3 separate regions of the Sus scrofa genome follow, and all the other regions are linked to region 3. A link is a contact called in public HiChIP or PLAC-seq data. All regions are on one chromosome and are shown on one strand. The core of a region is the stretch at or near the end of the contact, and the rest is flanking DNA. Distances in the headings are between cores, read along the strand shown.

Evidence for each region. HiChIP or PLAC-seq counts read pairs in DNA pulled down with a chosen protein or histone mark.
Region 1: an H3K27ac HiChIP or PLAC-seq map of skeletal muscle shows a contact between it and region 3. The contact joins two enhancer-like sites.
Region 2: a contact with region 3 is called in an H3K27ac HiChIP or PLAC-seq map of alveolar macrophages. The contact joins two enhancer-like sites. A contact is called at or near these places in 3 of 47 Hi-C or Micro-C datasets (fibroblasts, retroperitoneal adipose tissue and skeletal muscle) and 2 of 2 datasets of contacts at active chromatin or transcription factors (alveolar macrophages and skeletal muscle).

The regions. Positions count from the first base shown.
Region 1 is chr3:94,487,909-94,491,394 of Sscrofa11.1, forward strand. The region is part of intron 11 of PRKCE (protein kinase C epsilon type); the gene reads right to left. Among named protein-coding and RNA genes, the nearest start is that of EPAS1, 240 kb to the left of the region's middle. Within about 2 kb of position 1,658, at least 4 of the 83 cell types and tissues checked have an H3K27ac peak or open chromatin away from gene starts, as enhancers often do. A contact at or near this core is called in skeletal muscle, where this site is marked.
Region 2 is chr3:94,205,541-94,209,092 of Sscrofa11.1, forward strand. The region is part of intron 1 of EPAS1 (endothelial PAS domain protein 1); the gene reads right to left. Among named protein-coding and RNA genes, the nearest start is that of EPAS1, 46 kb to the right of the region's middle. Within about 2 kb of position 1,386, at least 6 of the 83 cell types and tissues checked have an H3K27ac peak or open chromatin away from gene starts, as enhancers often do. A contact at or near this core is called in alveolar macrophages, where this site is marked.
Region 3 is chr3:94,339,138-94,342,600 of Sscrofa11.1, forward strand. No RefSeq gene overlaps it. Among named protein-coding and RNA genes, the nearest start is that of EPAS1, 87 kb to the left of the region's middle. Within about 2 kb of position 2,089, at least 31 of the 83 cell types and tissues checked have an H3K27ac peak or open chromatin away from gene starts, as enhancers often do. A contact at or near this core is called in alveolar macrophages and skeletal muscle, where this site is marked.

The DNA.
Region 1 (3,486 bases), core at 408-2,907, 150 kb after region 3:
CCACAGAATAAGGAGACATAATTTATTGTTGTTTTAAGCCACCAAGTTTTGAGGTGGTTTGTTGCATGGCCATAGATCACCGAAGCAATCAACGTAGCTACTGTGATTCTTATGATTCTTATGAAATCGGTATGTTCACACTGAGGGGCTATTAAATGCAACAGGTATTTTTAACCACTATGATGCTAAGAGCCAAAGCAGATGCAAAAGAAAAAAAGAGTGAATAGTAATGCCCCATCTCAAGATCTTTATAGTCTAGAGTGAGGAAAGATGCTGGCATGGACATAATTACTGTATAAAGCAGCAGAGGGGGCAGAGTATCACAGAGTAAGGGTCATATGGAGATAAAAGGAAGAAGAAATTAGACTCTAAGGACAAGGGAGGTGCACAGATTACGCAGATATTTGCAAAGAAAGAGATTTTAGATGGATCTTGAAGGCCAATGAGAGGGGAGATAATATTTTTTAAAGAGACAGAGCCTTAAAAATGACTCCAAGAGCCCTGGTTCTCTCCTGCAACTTTTCTCAGTGCTGAGCAGCCAGGAGAATCTCAGCTGGTGTTGAGGGGCCTGTACAAGAGATTTCACTCCTCCCCACAGCTCTGTGAGAATTTCAAGAATACCACCTGTTTTCTTATCTATTAAAGGGGATGACAGTCCCCCAAGCCCCACCTCAGGATCACGTCAGGGTATAAAAACGGAGGTTCTGACTGCTCATAGACCCCGGTCTGCAGGGCCTCAAGATACTCTCTATTTCTGAGCAAAATCTCTAAAAACCTAGAGTGCTATCATTTCCAGCCTGGTGTGGGCTAAGTCTCATCTCCCCTGTGCCTGGGGCCCTGACTCTCCAGCCCTCTCAGAACTCCAACAGCGGTCCAGCATCTGATCCTGGCAAACCCAGCACTGCTCACTCCACTCCTAATATACTCTTCTTAAGGATAAGGCTCAGGGCGTATGCATCTTTGGCAAAGCCCAGTGGGCCTAGGACAGTGCCTCGGGCAGTTACTTGGCAATGGATCTTAAAGCCAGCTCTCTCCAAAAGTAGATGGTGATGCCACTATCGGGCAGTGTTTCCCAAAGCGCTATCAGTGACCACCTTGCGTTCAAAGAATGCAAATCCGAGTCCCACAAAATCTGACTCTCCAGGGGTGGGATCTATCATCTGCCATTTAATCATCTCCCTGGGAGATGCAATGCACACTAGGGGTGAGAGCCCCGCCATTAGGGATGGTGTACAAATCCACTTAGACAGCAAGACCCACGTCTGATGGCCATCAAAACATAGGGTGTGGGGTTCAGATGTGGGGACTGAGGACACCTTCCCATTTGGGGGGACTTCCTGGTATCGTGCCCAGTGAAAGAGACGAGGGGCACAGGCTCCCTGACCTCCCTCTATCCCCCAAATGCTGATGTGGTGATGTGCTGTCGTTGCTGTTGCTGAAAATGATATTCCTAAGTCCATAACTAATGGTTGGTTCACCTTTGCTCCTCTCTAATCCTCCCAGAAATGACTGATCTTTGTAAATACGACATGTTGATTTCCTGCCATTGCATCATGAGTGCAGGCCATCCGATCCGCACTTCTACGCCTTTCATGCTGCCTGCGGATGAGAATGGGCCTTTCTCTTCCAGCTGGATGGCTCCAGTTCTATAAATGAAACCGTGACCTTTAGCAGTGGCGCTGATGATAACGGCCTCATTTTCCATACCTTCCTGTTTCCAGTACATGAGGTATTCCTGGCAAAGGGCTCCTTTCTTGCCGCCGAAAACACAGTCAGACTGCAGATGTGGCATTCTCAGCTGGAAAACCTGAAATTTCATTAATAGCCCCAAAAGCACAGGCTTGGGGAGAAACCCTTGACCCATGACTAATGAGAGTCACTTAATGAGGAGACTATGGAGAGGATTAAAATGCGTCACCCCTTTCTCTCAGCCTCCTGATTAGGAGCTTCTAGGGTTGCAGGGCTTTTCATCCATCACCCCCTTGCTTAGCTAAGCTGCCTGCAAGCATCCACATGGCACCGCTGCCTGGGTATTTTTTGGCCTGGCCCATAACCACCCCCGAGTCATCCTGGAACCTTCTGGGAGAACCGGGATGCAAGAGAATACATGGCATTTTGACCTTTCCCAAATCCTCCTACTGGCCACAAGCAGAGGGGCAGGTTGCGAAAAGCTGGGGGGTGAGGAGGTGGCCTGACTGTGAGGGCAAGTCCTGCTGACACACTCATGGCTATTTTAAGAGAGGGATGGTAGCTTCCTCGGCAGAAGCCAGGGGCTGGGGTTCATTCCAGAGGCAAAGGCCGTCTTCTCTCCCGCCACCCCCAAAATGAGCAGCAGGGACAGCCACCAGACTCAGCCCCAGCTCCTCATGAGCCACAGGTCCCCAAGCAAGTCCTCGCACCGATCTGTGCCTTTTGCTCATCTGTCAAGGAAAATAGATGACTGCCCTGCCTATCTCATAGGTTCGGTGACACTAAAGAGGGGCGACGATGTACAAAGGACTCTGAAAGGCAGTCTGAGAGGTGCATGCGTGCCACCTGCCAGGCACTGTGCTAAAAGGCCCCATCACTGGATTCCCATGGCAGCCCTTTGAGGGGAGCGCTACTGATAGGGATGGAGTAGGCACAGGTAGCTGTACAAAGTCCCAATAAAGGACCACAGATAGAGAGGGAAACCTAGTGGACATTGGGAGATCACTGAAGGTAACTGCTCAAGAAAGCCATCAGAACAAGGCAGGCCTGTGTGACTAGTGGAGGGGCGAGAATTGCCTCAAGTCATTGGCTTGGTGACAGGATGAGACCTGGATTCAGATTCAGACTAAGCACAGGAGTTTGAGGACCACCCTTCTGCTGATGTGAATACACACCTTACTGGATCCTAGAGAGGAGCTACTACTCAAAGAAAGAGGAAGAGGTGATCTTTTCTGACCCCCACTCCCCCTGGATAATAAAACTCCAGCCCACCGGATCCTGGGGGCAGAGCCTCCTTGGCTTGCTGCCCGCTTGCATCTCTCACAAGCGTCCTACCTTAATAAATCTATTTCTCGACTATCACTTTGTCTCTCGCTGAATTTCTTCTGCACGGAGGCCTGAAGAATCTGAACCTCAGTGAATCCAGACGCCGGGTGGGTGACTCTAGTTTAAAACTGTGGGTTCAGGTCCCAGTCTGGGTTCTGGCTAGGTTCAGGCCATCAGTGCTGTCAGTTTCACGACTACAGATGGTTCCTCCCCCCCCATATCAAAGGTAGTTGGTTCAGGACCCCGTGGATACCCAAATCTGGGGATGCTCAAATCCCTTATTTAAAATGGCGAAGTATTTGCATGTAAACCATGCACATCCTGCGTCCTTTAAACCATCTCTGGATTACTTACAATACCTAACGCGGACCAAATGCTGTGTGCATAGTTGCTGGAGTAGCAAACTCTCATTTTGCTTTTTGGAACTCTTTTCCCGAATATTTTCTATCCTTGGTGGGCTGAATCCATGGG
Region 2 (3,552 bases), core at 136-2,635, 130 kb before region 3:
CCCGCTGAGCCAACGCAGCCTCACATGGGTCATCTGAGCCGCACAGAGTCATCAGGTTGCTGGGTCTCAACCCCCTTCCCCTCCTGCACGCCATGGAGTCCATGCCGGGGCTGCACATGGGCGCGGTCTGAGCAAAGGCTGGCTGATTAAGTCAATCAACTGGCAGTGCCTGGGACCTGGTCCTGGGCTATCAGGGGGCTGGGGTGAATGCCCACAGATGGAGAGGGAGGTGTGAGGAAGCTGTGGCCAGGGGCCCGGACGGCTGTATTAAAGCCTCTGGAGAACAAGATGAAGAACTGCTTCTGGATAAATGCTCTTAGAAATAAAGAAGCCCAGTACTGGACCCTAGATCCCACTTCATATCAGAGAGTGATTTCTGCCATAAAAATCAAAAATGCCACTAGCGTCCAAGAACAGCTGGCCAGACACCCGTGAGCCTGGTGTCCCAAAGCGCACACCTGCCGAGGGTTAAAAAGCATTGTGCACAAAACACGTTGCCTTTCTCATCCTGCCAGCACAGGCTACCAGCCGGTCTCCTGCTCATTGTCCTTCTCTCCGCAGGACAGAGGTCCACTTGCCTGCTCGTGCACATGTATAGTATTTAACCTGTTTGGCCTCAATTTGCTCATCTATAAAATGGTAATACAGCATTGCTCCATAGAGTTAAAGTGAGGATTGGATAGGATACATTATGTGTAGTCTTTATTTGGCACCAGGCTGATCCCAATGGTAGCAGTCGATGTTAGCCAGTATCAATAACAACTCTATCTAGGAAAAGATGATCATATAAATAGAAATGTTACAGAAGAGTAGACGGCAATCAGATTTCTGCAGAAACGCATTACGCAAAACACTTATACATTACATAGGAAAAAGTCTAACAATCTAATAAAATACGAATAACTATTATTCTTACAGCTATCACATGTATGACATGGTACTTATTATATTCCAGGGACTGTTTTAAGCACTACTGCACTGGCTTCATTATATAATTCTGACAACTACCCTTGGAAGTAGTTATTATTATGATCCCGAATTGACAGAGGAGAAAGCAAGTCCACAGAGGCTTCGTACAGTAGTCCCCTCTTTTTAATGTAATCTATTTTTTCTGTTTTTGCCTGTAAAGGCATGGGGAAGTCTCTAGGCCAGGGACTGAACCAGCACCAGAGCGGCGACGCAAGCTGCAGAGGTGACAACACCGGATCCTTAACCCACTGAGCCACAAGGGAACTCTATAGCAGTCCCCTCCTATCTGCAGGGGATTCGTTGCAAGCCCCCCCAGGGAATGCTTGAAAAATGGACAGCATCAAACGAACCCTATACATACTATGTTTTCTCCTCCATTAGTGGGCAAGTAGCATATATAGCACAAATATGCTGGACAAAGGGATGAGTCACGTCCTGGGTGGGACAGTGGCAGATTTCATCACGCTACTCAGAGTGGCATGCAACTTAAAACTTATGAATTGTTTATTTCTAGAATTTTCCACGTAATATTTTCCGACTGGGATTGACTGTGGGCATGGAAACTGTGGATAAGAGGGGGCTGCTGTAATTCATCTGCAGCCTCTCCTCAGGTGAATGGGGAAGTGGGTCTTTGTACCAGGCAGGTGGGCCCCAGAATCCATCAGTGACTGTCCTGCCTCTGTCCTCAAAAGCGTTAGCAGTTTCAGGTTAGTGAGGTTAGGAGGAATTTTTTTTTTTTTTTCTTAGTGCGAATCTGTATTTTTCTTATGCTTCTATAAAAAAAAACCTGTATTGCTTGTTTAATAAACAAGTTTGTTTTTTTTTTAAAAGTGTCCGATGCAGTCCTTGGCTCAAGGCCTCACCTAACCAGCTCCAGCTTGCTCTGTCTGTCCTGCCTCCTGAGATTTCCAAACCAGGGGCTGCTGCTCCTTTTGTTTGGCTTTGCAGCCTGTTATCTGGACAGAAAATCAGTATTTTGGGATTCCCGGAATGTTGACATGCCGCCTCTCAAGCCCCTCAAGATTTGGGGCAGAGGCACTGTTTTGACTTTACAACACGCCTCATTTTAAAAAACAGAACATCCAGCTCCTTGGATGGATTAAGCATCATATACTCAGGCTGCAGGAAGAATGTTCAACAGCTGTGGATGGTCAGGAAGAACCTTCAGGAAAATTGTGAAATGGGTGAGACTGTTTTCTTTTTTTTTCTTTTTTTTTTTTTTTTTTCGGTCCTATCTCCCTTTTCTGTTTCCTTTACCCACCTTCTGTTTCCTCTTCTGCCCCTGACTTCCAGCTCTGAGTGAAAACTCTCGGCCCTGCACCCCACCCAGCCCCACACCCTCAGAGCCTGCCCTTAGGATCATTTGGCTTTTGCACTGGCCTGTAGTGGCAGTTTGCATATTAGCCCCTCCCATTTGCCTTTTAATCTTGACTCTGATTGTGGAACAAAAGCAGCTGTTCAAGGTTTACAGGTATCCTTGTAAACCTTGGAAGGGAGGGGAAAGAAGACAGGATGCTGTAACTATGCCCATCACGCCTGTGTGTCTTGAGAGCCAGGTAAAGGAGCACCGACCCATGCGCTCCTCCACAGAAGCATGGGCAATACAGGGCCAGCCATTAGGGGCATCTGGAGAAGGCCTCCTGGGGCGAAAGAGCCACCAGCACAGGCTGCGACACTGACACCCTCACCTGCATGCACAGCACTCCCCTTTGTGTGCCCCTCCCCTCCTTTTCCAGGGCCACACACCCCAGAGGCGTATGGAAGTTCCCAGGCTAGGGATCTAATTGGAGCTGCAGCTGCTAGCCTAGGCCACAGCCACAGAAACTCAGGATCTGAGCTGAGTCTGCGACCTACACCACAACTCACGGCAATGCTGGATCCTTAACCCACTGAGCAAGGCTGGGGATCAAACCTACGTCCTCATGGATACTAGTCAGGCTTGTTACTGCTGAGCCACAGTGGGAACTCCCCTTTGCCCCTTCGAGTGAAAGAGCAGACAAGGCAGAGAGGAAGAGTCAGGAAAGGAAAAGGCTGTCTGGAGTCTGTGCTCTGTCTGGCAACAACCTTTATGATTTGGCTCCTACTATGATCCCTTAGCCACACAGTTACTGACCCTACTTTTGTGCTGAGGGCTATCCCAAGAACTTTACATATATGACCTCGTGATAATTCTCCCAACAACACAATACAGTAGGGACTGTGAGACCGATTTACACACATGGGAGCTTAGGCTCAGGCATGTGACTTGCCCAAGGTCACGAAGCAAGTGCCTGCATGAGCCCTTGCAGAATGTATAGTCAGTGAGCAGACACTTAGAATCCTGAGACATGTGGCTGCTCCCTGTCTAATTCCATCCTCACCACCTGCATGTCCCCATTTCATAGATCTGGAAACTAAGGCCTGGTCAGGTTAAGTTACTTCCTAGTGCAGTTCAGCTCATGAGCGGCAGAGCCGAGGCTAGAACCTGTCTCTTCCAGGCCAATACATACTCTTTCTACGGCTTAATAATAGGCGAGAGTGGCTTTAGAAGAAATAAAGGAACAGCAACATCTTAACATTTAGAAAAAGAAAGCTTGAGACTGG
Region 3 (3,463 bases), core at 839-3,338:
CTGCTTTCCCTTTCTAGGCAGGCAAGAAAAGTGGGGTGGTCTAGCTTTGGTGTCTTGCAGCTGGCCTCAGCCACTGGCAGGGGCGAAAGAGGCAGCCAGCCTGCATCTCCTCCAAGGGGCCTGAGATTCCACAGTCATTTGGGTTAAGTTTCCAGCCTATATGGTCATCTCTTGGTTGGGGGCAGGGAGCACATCAGCTATTACTAGTTGCATATGGGTGAGTCATATCAAGGCACTGGGAGAGTAAACAGTAAGAAAAACAAATCCTATTCAGGACCTGCTGTGCCAGCTCACAGCCCAGGCAAGGGACTCGGACTGGGACTTGCCCCTGAGAGCATTTAGAGGAAAAGTGGGGAGAAAAAAGGATTAGGCTCAGAACCCAGGGCCTGGAGGAGCAGGCTGGGGGAGGGCCTGCAGGCACCTGGGGACCCACTGGAGCACACAGGAAATCCAGAGGGTCAGACAAGGATGGCTCAACCCCTGGACCGGCCATGAGGGCAGGTGATGGGAGTCCTGAGGAGGGGGTCCCTGGGGAGGGCGTCATAGACCAAGCTCTCCCCTGGCCTGTGAGTGCCAGGAAGGCTTCCTAGAGGCTTTTGAAGGCACCTTGAAAGAAGACTCTGATGCCGTGGAGGGTGGCTGGGAAGGGCATGAACGGAGGGCTGGCGAGAGCAACAGGCACCAGTTTCTGGGAGGCAGCTGCCCAGGGGTGAGGCTGGGGCCTTGCTGGGCCAAGCCGAGGCTGGGCTCTGGCTGCTGAGTTCCTTGCTAGCTTCATTCCCTTCTGCAGCTTCAGAGGTGGTGGGAAAGACAGACAAGGAGCAGAACTGCTGAGTCACTGTGCCCTGCAATCCTGGGACACTGCCCTGGCCAGAACCTCCCTGACCCCTAGAGAAGTCTGCCCTGAGGCTGCAGGGGAGGAAACATTCTTCCTTTTACCTGTCCAGGTTCTGTGACTCGCCTAAGAACTACATTGACGTAAGACAGATGAACAGGAGAGAGAAACCACCACTTTAATTATGCAGGTACCTGCACACGGGAGCCCCACGAAAACATGAGACTCAAAAGGCACAGAGGATCGAGGCTTATGTACATCGCCCTGGACAAAGGAAAGGGACAGGGGCCTGGGGCTTCTGGGGGGAGCAGACAACCCAGAAGGTGACAGGGGGAAAGGCAAGGAAGTTGCCCTGCTCTTCAGTCTCAGGCAGAAAACGTTATCTCTGGTAGGGGCTTTCTTCAGAGGACTGAGAGGAGACACCCTTACAGAGAAAGGTGATTTCCTTTGCAAAAGTAAATTTCCCTACAGAGACTAACTTCAACTCTCTTTTAGGAGCTTCTCAAAATCATCAGCTCAAAATGATCCTTGTGCCCATGAGACAAATTGCAGGGAGGCCCATTGCCCACCCCCTACCCAGGCTTCTTTCCCTCCCACTGCCCCTGCTCGGAACAGCTTCTACAAAATCACCTGGGGTTTGGAAGGGTGGGTTTATCTTGATGGAAAGAGGTGCTGATGCCCCAGCCCAACTCCTGGGCACCTTTACCTCCAGCTAAGTACCTGGGCTGCCCTGACAGAATATGTTCTCCCTCTCTCAGAGGGGGCCGGGGACCACAGTGCCTCTCCGGGCAAAATAAAAAAGCCGATTAAAGAATTATGACATTTAAAAAAAAAAAAAAAAACCTAACTAAAAAAGTCCAAGAACAACAGGAAGCTAATCAGGAAGTTCCCATAGAAGATGAAAATATGTGAGAGTCATGCTGAGAGCAGAGGCCAAGGGCATTTCAGGGGTCCACAGCCGTGGCGGTGGTGGGCATGCCACCCAACCCCCTACCCCCCTCCTCCTTCTGCAGGGTGCCTCGGGGGCCTGCTGGCCAGGCCCTGCCCAGTCCCAGGGGCCCCAGGCACACCTGCGCTTAAACAGGCACACAGACACTGGTGTACATGCACACATGATAATGTTACACATGCTCGCCCGCATCAGCCCGCACACGCACACGCACATGCACACACGCACATGGGCTCAGGCCAGCTGATTCTTGTGTGGGGGACCTATTTATGCACACCGAGGCAGAAAAGGGCAAACACTCAGAGACGCCCTGTGTGCAGAACTGGGAAGAAAGTGAAAGTTAGACTCAGGCCCTTCCTCTCAGGGACTCGCTGGATTTAACCACCCCTTTCCCAAGCGTCCAGGCCTCCGATGGTGTTTGGCAGAGAGACCTCTCCCAGCGTGTCCTCCACCCCCACCCTCCCACCAAGCGACCGTCCTCAGGCTGTATCCTAGCTCTGCCTTTCCAGACCTGTAGTTCTCAAACTTGCTGGTCTCAAGTCTTTTGTTACACTCAAAAATTATGAAGACCTCCGAGAACTCTTATTCTTACTTTAATATTTTTTGGAATTAAAAAAATTATAGTTGATTTACGAGGTGGAGCCAACAAGAGGTTTTTCTGTTTGTTTGCTTTAATGTTGGTTATATCTATCCCCAGAGTGGCATTGTTTTCTCTTTCTACAAATCTATTTATTTAGCTGATGGCCGCACTCATGGCATATGGAAGTTCCTGGGCCAGGGACTGGATCCAAACCTCAGTTGTGACCTCTGCCTCAGCTGTGGTAATGCCGGATCCTTTAACCCACTTTACTGGGCCGGAAATGGAACCACTGCCTCTGCAATCTGAGCTGCTGTGGTCAGACTCTTAACACACTGTGCCACAGTGGGAACTCCTATTTCTACAAATCTCTTTACTGTGAGCTTAATACAGGGCAACTGGGTCTTAAATATACTTCTTATGAAAGCTCTTATATTGTGTTTGGTTGAAGCATAGAAAGAAATCAAGTGTCCCAGAGATGTACAGTTGGAAAAGAGAGACCCTTGTGTATAGAGCAGCCTCTAGAGTGTCTCCAGGGATCTTCACCTCCTGATCCTCATGTCCTGTGTAATCCCCTGGGGTGTGGGCTGGACCTGGTGATTCACTTCCAAGGAAGTGAGTGGTGAAGTGGCATGGCTGTAGTGATGGGAAGTCACCCTGAAGATGACGTAAGAGAAAGACTGTGGCTTTGATCTCGAGGGTGCCCTCTCGCTCCCTTGCTCTGAGGGAAGTCAGTGCCATGTTCTGAGCTTCACAAGGGAAAGACCCACCTGGTGAAGGACAGAGGGAGGCCTTTGGCCAAAATCCAGTAAGGAACCGAGGCCCTGAGAGAGGAACTGAATCCTGTCAGCAACCACGGCCCTGAGTTTAGAAGTGGATCCTTCCCTAGGTGAGTCATCGGATGAGACTGCAGCCCAGCCGACACCTTGGCCATAGCCGGTGAGAGACCCTGAGAAGAGGCATCCAGCTAAGTCATGCCCAGATTCCTGACTTACTGTGAGATCCTAAGAAGTGATAAATATTTGGGGTTTTTTTGGTTTTTCTTGTTTTTTTTTTGTTTTTGTTTAAGGGCCGCACCTTTGGCACATGGAAGTTCCCAGGC